Linked DNA regions of Mus musculus: region 1 is linked to region 2. A link is a contact called in public promoter capture Hi-C data. All regions are on one chromosome and are shown on one strand. Each heading gives the region's core, a stretch centred on a gene start, on an enhancer-like site or on the middle of the called end of the contact. The rest is flanking DNA. Distances are from core to core; before and after follow the strand shown. Region 1 holds the start of Msmo1 (methylsterol monoxygenase 1). Region 2 holds the start of AA386476 (expressed sequence AA386476).

Region 1 (4,258 bases), core at 25-2,524, about 17 Mb before region 2:
GGTTAACCCTCAGCAGCACAAAGCAGAAGGAAGCACAAACTCCCCTTGTGAACACACACTCACAGACAGACACTAAATGAGATAAAAAGAATAGAACTTTGAAAAAAGCTTCACTTATTAAAGTACGTGGGGGGCAAGATGGATGATCCAAGGCCTGAGGACTAGAGGTCAAGGCCGTCCTTAGGTTACGTATCCAGCTCAAAGGCCAGACTATAACTCGAGACCTGTCTTAAGGAAGATCGAAATCTAATACACAAAATTGTCCATTACATATAAATTGTCAGGTTACCTTAATATCATTTTCATATTTATGTCTCAAAAATATTATTAACATGAAAATTTAATTCCTAGTTTTATTAATCTGATTACAATAAATATTAGAAAGTGATTTTTTTAAAAACTCCAGGGTAGCCTAAAAAAAATCCAACTTACATCACTGATTTTGTTTTTATTATTTTATATTATTTGAAAATGTCATCCATCTATACAGTTTATCTTGACCATATTTTCCCCTCATTCCCCAACTATAACTCCCTCAAGCCCCATCATACCTATCTGTCTATCTCTCTGTCTCTCTAGCTTTCTGTGTCTCTGGCTCTGTGAGTGTAAGAAAAAGGATACATTAATAAATTTGAAGAATAAATTTAGTATGTAAAAATTAATTATTTATAATGGAATTCAAACTATTATAACTAAACTATATGATATGTGGACCAGTTTAAAGTGAAAATAAATGTAGTATTCATACTAGTATAAATAATAAGAAATAAGTGTCATTTTCAAAAAAAAAAGAAAGATCGAAATCCAGAATAAACTACAGGAAAGCAAGACCAAAAACTCAAATCAGTCTTTAAAACATATATACCACTTTTTTCCCCGGGTTCTGGATGAAGCCAAGCCAATGTGAGTAGCAAGATGCTACAACCCAGCGCACCCACAGCACTGGGCGCCTAGGAACCCACCGCTTGGTTGCCAAGGCGACGCCGGGTCCGCGCGGCTGCCCCGCCCCGTCACGCCGTCACGCGCTCGCGCGGCGCCCCGCCTCCAGCTGCGCTGCCGCGCGGACGACTGGCTGGCCGCGCGGGTCTCACTATTCTCACTCCATCCGCGCAGCCAATGACTGGCGCCGCTAGGGCTTCGTTGACTTGAGTCACACGCTGCCGGGCCTTAGCACGGACCAATCACTGCACGGCGAAGGCAGGGCGGGAGTGGGGCGGACCAATTACGACAGGCGAGCCGGGGCCCGGCCTCCGGGCCCTGCCCCTGAGCCGGCAGAGGTAGTGAGGAGGCCGCTGCACCTGCCAGGACTTGCGCTTAGACCGCTGTCTGTCGCGGGGACGCCAGGTAAGGCGCTCTCTAGCCTGATCCGGGTGGAGGGCGACTGAGACGGGGACCAGCAGGGTGGTGTCCGGCTGAGGCCGGTAAGGATGCGGTGGGAAGAACCTGGGTGGGCTGTGCGAGACTCCAGGCAAGGAGCCTAGGTTCTCAAGTGATGCAACTGGAATGACAACACTTCCTGCCCTTTAAAGAGTTTGCAATCACCTGGAGTCTGGTTCATTGACTTGAGTCTTAAAAACTTTTTACAAAAACACCATCACCAAGTGGGGGAGTAGGGTGTGTTCTGTGTTTGTGGATCTAGGAAGCTGTCCCAGAGGTATTGTAGGATGTGGCTCCATGTGAGAGAGGGGTGCATGGACGAGAGGTCTGGGCTTCACATTAGGAGAATTACCCGCGCTTGAACCATGAAGGTTTAAACTTATGTTTAAATGGATCCTGACCCTGTGCCTAAGGCTTCTCTAAGCTGCAGTGCCGAAAGAGGGGCTGGGATCGTCAGCCAGGAGTTAAGTTATCCTACGAATACATTTTTTTTTTCATCCTTTTTATTTTTTGAAATCCGAGGATCTAGTCTACCTGATTCAGATCGAATTTCCAGGCAAGCAGGCTGCTCAAAACTGAAAAGGCAGGATATTCATTTCAGCAAAGCCTGCTTTCCCCTCTCCTGTCTGATCACTTTATCTGACACTTTGTTTAAAACTACATGCCCTGTTTTCCTCTCCTCATTACGGAGCGTGAACTTGAGGTAACTGAACGCTGTCTCAGCATTGTGTGGAAGTTGGGAGACTTAGTCGAGGATGCCGAGTTAGAGACTAGAACAGCTCTTTTGGAGGTGATGAAGTTTCTCAAGTTAGGCATTAAAGCGTGTTTGCGATGGGCACCTGAGGCACTGTAGGATGCATTCAAGTTTGATCCAGGCCAGCAGCCTTTTGGGTAATCAGAATCTAAATCAGGATAAGAGTTACAGATGATGGGTATCAACCAGCATTCCATGAGACTAGGAAAAATGTCAAATGGAGAAATGTCAAATCTTGATGGTTGCTGAGTGTGTGGGCGAACACTGGTAATCTCAGCAGGGTATCAGGAGTTCAAGGTCGTCCTTAGTTTCATAGTTTTAAGCCCAACTTAAGACACAGATCTTGAGACACAGAGAGACAGGCAGAGAGAGAGAGAGAGAGAGAGAGAGAGAGAGAGAGAGAGAGAGAGAGAGAGAGAGAGAGAGAGGAGAGAGAGGAGAGAGAGAGAGAGACAGACAGACCTGGGGCACTTTGTGAAATTTTTTTTAAGAGTAAGTTGAGCATACGGATAGAAATAGAAAACGATGGGGAGTGAGAACATACCGCCAGTGTGAGCAGCCTTTTCAGGGGGCCTGGGTAAGCTGTACTCCTCCACTCCCCATCCGTGCAACTTTGTACTGTTATTCATTTATCCTAAGCCTCAGCTCATCATTTGAAAACCAAGGATCATAGAAGTTCCTCTATTTCACAGCGAGGCAAGGGTTTAGCTTAAAATGACAGCATATACTGGGTATGCAGAAGGTGCTCAATAATTGTTAGCTTATTTTAGATGCTGTGTGCCAGGTCTTATGTTCAGTGCTTAACATGATATTTATTGAGGTTTCCTGACAAATTATTATTATAGTATTATTATTAATATTATTGTCTTTTTTTTTTTTGAGACAGGGTTTCTCTGTATAGCCTTGGCTGTCCTGGAACTCACTCTGCCCCTGACTCCCAAGTGCTAGGTTTAAAGGCATTGCAGCACCACTGCCTGGTGGCAATTTTTTTTTTTTTAGTTTTATTTATAAGTTATATGATTACATTGTAGCTGTCTTCAGATACATCAGAAAAGGGCATCAGATCCCATTACAAATGGTTGTGAGCCACCATGTAGTTGCTAGGAATTGAACTCAGGACCTCTGGAAGAGCAGTCAGTGCTCTTAACTGCTGAGCCATCTCACCAGCCCCCTCTTGACAAATTATTATTGAGGAATTTTTTTTTTTTGATAAAACTATGGCTCAGAATTTTATCATTCCATAAGATCTGGGACGTGTAGCAAGGACGTCAGTGTTCATTTGGTCATTGTCAAATTTGGTATTGACCTCAGGAAAAATGGAGATTGGTACAATAGTCTTGTGTTTTGTAATTTTGTAGTAGAGGGTTGACAAAATCTTCGGGTGGGTGGGGATCTCAGTGGTAAGAAACCTGTGTGGGTGGAGGAGGGTGGGACTTTCAATCTGGACTTTCATTGTAAGAAGGGTAAGGTGGCTTAGAAGAGATGACAGGAGATAAGGAATTCTTGTCTGCCTCCTCCTCTCCCTTCCTTTCCCTCCCCTCCCTTCCTTTATTCTCCTCCCCCCCTCTTTTTCTAGACACTATCTCACTCAAGCCAAGTTGAAACTCACCAAGATTTGAATGTGATTTTATTTTATAAAAAATTTTAATTAAAAATTGCCTATTTTATGTATACCAAGTGTTTTGCCTACATCTCTGTTCGTGGAAGCTTGGTACCCTTGGTGTGAGAAGAAGGCATCAGATCCCTTGGAACTGGAGTTCTGTATGGTGTGTGCAACCATGTGGGTGCTGGGAACTGAATCTAGGCCCTCTGCAGCAAGAGCAACAAGTGCTCCTCACTGCTGACCCAGTCTCCAGTCCCATGCAGGTATTTTTAGAATGAAGAAAGTGGGCTTCCTGCGAACATGAAGGACACGAAATGAAAAAGGATAAAGGAGAGCCATGTCCTTGGTAAGATACACACTTAGGAAGTAGAGAGGCAGAGGCAGGTGGATCTCTGGGAGTTCAAGGTTAGCCTGTTCCACTGACTTGAGTTCCAGGACAGCCGAGGCTACACAGAGAAGCCCTGTCTAGAAAAGCAAAACAACACAGCACAGCACAAAGCAAAGCCAAAAGAACAGAGAAGACT
Region 2 (3,754 bases), core at 894-3,393:
ACTAAAGAACAACCCTGCCCATCCCACCCCAGAATAGCATCAATTTCTAGAGTGTAGAGTGGGAGATTTTTAAATTTTGCGTTCAGGAGTTAGGAGACCCACTCTGAAGAGGCCATATGAGTAGCTACTTTAAGAGAAGGACACTGATAAATAGCTTGGGTCAAGAGCTGGAATTGCAAGGACTAAAGAATGCAATGCCTACTTCCCATCCTCGAGTAAACATTTTCCCCACACAGGCTGCTTCCAGAAGGATGCCAGAATTAGATTAACCTGTATGAATAAATGCAGCAAGAAAAGCACACCTGCACTAATCCATACACATTATCATGTTTTAAGTTCACAAAGTTTCTATCAGTGCCAGTGGAAAACAGGGATCTGGAGTTCTTTCTCGTCCTTCAGTCTGTCAGAATTATTTGAGGTACCAAGAATGCTTTCCAAAATCCTTCCTTGCTTCTCAACTTGTTTTTTTTTTTTTTTTGCTCTTGGTAAGTCACAACCAGTCAGCCTGCAGCTCAGTAAAGCAGGCTGTATAAAATCCATGGGCCCATACAGTGTCTAACTCCAATCAGTAAGAAACAGGGCAGCTTGCAGTAATTCCACCTTTTAGCTAGAATTGGCTGAACCAAGTTTGTGAGTAAATACAAAAATTAATTCAGGTTTTAAAAAAAGGGAACAAGCTGGGCAGTGGTGGCACACGCCTTTAACTCAGCACTTGGGGGGCAGAGGCAGAAGGATTTCTGAGTTTGAGGCCAGTCTGGTCTAGAGAGTGAGCTCCAGGACAGCCAGGGCTACACAGAGAAACCCTGTCTCGAAATCAAAACCAAACCAAACCAAACCAAACCAAAAACAAAATAACAACAAAATCAAGTCAATAACCTTAACAATGGTTATTTTCAACAAGACCTGGCTCTTTAATATTAAATAATGGAAAGAAAATTCGTCCCACGTTCTCAGAAATTCAATAAATACTGTGCTTGCCTCGGTTGGCTTAATACTCCACTGATCAAAATCTCAGCGTTAAAGTACATTAACACATTAGTTCCCAGGCCTTCCAATATAGCCCTTGTCCTCAGGACGCCGAATTCCGCGTTGTGTTTTGTCGAAATCCAAATTTTCATCTAGACCAGGACCTAGGTTTCCCTTGGCATCCCAACAGCTGCTTAATATACCCCACTGTATGAAAGTGTGCTGAACAGGCCGGGCAACAGGTATAGCGCTGCAAACCGGGCAAGAGCACCCAAACTTAGCACTCTGGCGTTTTCTCTCTTCTCATTCAAAGACGCCGCTCCCATTGGGCATCTCATCTGAATTAAGCGACTACTCTTTCTTATACCTATTTCGGTTGGGGGGGGGGGGGAGAACCAAAACCAAAACAGCTCACATATTTATATACATTCCGGAAGTCTATCCGTAATTACAGTGAGCTCCTCCTACCGGCATTTCACTGATGGTACTGGGGGAGTAAGGCGGATAATCCCTCACACGGAAAGCACCGCACTCGGTGGTTGATCCGATTTCTAATCCCATCTGCACTGATCCCCTGCTGGCTAGTGGTGAAGCCGAGTGAAAAGACAGTGAGGACTGTGTGTCCTCGCTGGCGGGTGATGCCTAGGCGATTCGACATCTGACAACAGTTTCCTTAAGATGGTTTGGGACTGGGGACCGGGGCGGCGTGCAGCCTTGCCACCTCCCTAAACCAAACTCTTAAGCGCGAGGAGGGGGAGCAGACCCTGAGAGCCACCCCGGCGCTGGGGGGTGGAGGGGCCGCACGCAAGGCGGGGAGTCCGCATTTAAAAGGGCAGAGGGCGCACCGCCTACCTCCGCGGTCCGCCCCGGTGCTCCGGGACCGTGGCCGCGGGGCGCTCGGCGGGAAGTCGCCGCGCATGCCCGGAGCCGCGCCCGCTGCACCCTGGGTCGCCTTAGTTCCCCCTCAGGCCTCACTCGGCCAGCGGCGCCCAGGGGCCGCTCGCTGCTGTCTTGGAGGCTCGCGAGGGAGGCGCTGGATCCGCCAGATGGAGGCAAGGTCGGTAACTCGGGGCCGAGCGAGCCGAGCCGGCGCTTCCTATCCCTGTAGGGGAACAGAAACGAAGAGAGCGGTCGCCCGGCCTCTCGGGGGCAACCGTCAGGACTTCGGTCGAAGGGGGCAGGCTCAGCCATGCGGTCCCTTTAAGAGGGGGCGGGGCGCGGCCTGCCGTTTGGCCGGCCTCCGCACCCTCCCCCCGCCCCCAGGCGAGAGCTGACAGACCAATCGCCCGGGTGGCGCAGGGAAGGCGGGAGAATGCGAACTCTTCGGTAGGACGATAGGGGCGGGGCCCCAGCCTTATTAGGAGTGAGTGCTGCGCAGGCGCAGATGCGGTCGCTGGCCAAGGGGCGGGGACTAGTCCTGTGAGACTCCGACAGGCACGGAGGCTGATAGAGAGGCGAGAGGGTAGCGAGGGGCTTGTCACGGGGATCCGGGCGACCGGGCAGCCCCGGTAGTGTCTGGGGAGTCCCCGGGGGGGACAGCCAGCGTCGCTGCCTGGGAGCCCCGGCGCCATCGGCCGCGGGGAACCCCGCTGCTCGCTCTCCTAGAGAGGGAGGGGGCCGGAGGGAGCCCCGGTCTCGCCCCGCCCCTGGGCTTGTTACCGCGGGGGCGGGGAGTAAGGGCTTCTTCTTGGGGGAGTGGAGATCGGGGGACTCGGCGGTGCCCTCTCGAGCGGCGGCCGTGTCCCCGCGGCGCCGGGCTGCCGAGCGGAGGAGCGGCGGTCGTGGCTGTTGCATGTGTGGCTGCTGGATGCGGAGGCGGCGGCGGCGGCGGCGGCGAGGAGCAGCAGCAGCGGCGGCGGCGGCGGTGGTGGTGGTGGCGGCGGCAGGATGTTAGGGCAGCAGCAGCAGCAGCAGCTGTACTCGTCGGCCGCGCTCCTGACCGGAGAGCGGAGCCGGCTGCTCTCCTGCTACGTGCAGGACTACCTGGAGTGTGTGGAGTCGCTGCCCCACGACATGCAGAGGAACGTGTCGGTGCTGCGGGAGCTGGACAACAAATACCAAGGTACTTTCCCTTCTTTCGGGTGACAGTGTGCGCCGAGTGCACCGAGCGATCTGGTGTGTGGGGCCGGGAAGCGGTTGTGTGTGTGTGTGTGTGTGTCTGGGTGGGGGGACGGCACAGCACACTCGCGGCCCTCCCTGTCCCGGCTGCGGCTGACGAGGACTTCCGAGGACCGCCCGTCCGTCAGCCCCCGTTGCAGCTCCGGCGGCTGGCTGCAGCTGCCGCGGACGGGAATCAGCCATTTTTAAGCGAGCATTTGTTCCGGTGCCTGCCGGTTGGGTGCCGCACACTGTCCTGCCCGGGGCTGGAGAGTGTGCAACGAGCAGGGTTGCGGGGCTGGACCGGGGTGCTGGGCCTGCTTAGCCCCTTGCCTGCTGGGGCTCCCTCCGTCTGCGAGCAGATGCATTGGAACGTATGGGGGGGAGGGGGCGAGAGGACGGCGGAGGTGGACTCGGGAGATGCCTCTCCCCCCACCCCCACCCCCCTCCAGCTCCCGGCGTGGCGCGGGACTGGGACGGTCTGTGCTTCCCTCTCGCCCCGGGGAAAGTTCCGGGCCGCCCGGTGTCTCACTCAGCCCTTCTTCGGCTACTGCCAAATGGTTAAAGGGGGAGGGGTTCCCCCGCAGGGCGAGACGGAGAAGGGGTGTGTGTGTTGTGTATGTGTGTGCGTCCGTGTGTGTGTGTGCGTGTGTGTGTGAGTGTGTGGCGGGGAGGGTCCGGCCTAGGGGCG

Evidence for each region. Promoter capture Hi-C pulls out the DNA fragments that hold promoters and counts their contacts.
Region 1: a promoter capture Hi-C map of pre-B cells shows a contact between it and region 2. The contact joins the promoter of Msmo1 here to the promoter of AA386476 in region 2. A contact is called at or near these places in 2 of 39 promoter capture datasets (the HPC-7 cell line and pre-B cells) and 1 of 484 Hi-C or Micro-C datasets (CD4 T cells).

The regions. Positions count from the first base shown.
Region 1 is chr8:64,730,594-64,734,851 of GRCm38.p6, reverse strand. Msmo1 (methylsterol monoxygenase 1) reads left to right here and starts at 1,274. Exons shown (of 6, transcript NM_025436.3): 1 at 1,274-1,344.
Region 2 is chr8:47,673,780-47,677,533 of GRCm38.p6, reverse strand. AA386476 (expressed sequence AA386476) reads right to left here and starts at 2,143. Exons shown (of 1, transcript NR_166692.1): 1 at 1-2,143. Ing2 (inhibitor of growth family, member 2) reads left to right here and starts at 2,375. Exons shown (of 2, transcript NM_023503.3): 1 at 2,375-3,028. The coding sequence starts at 2,854.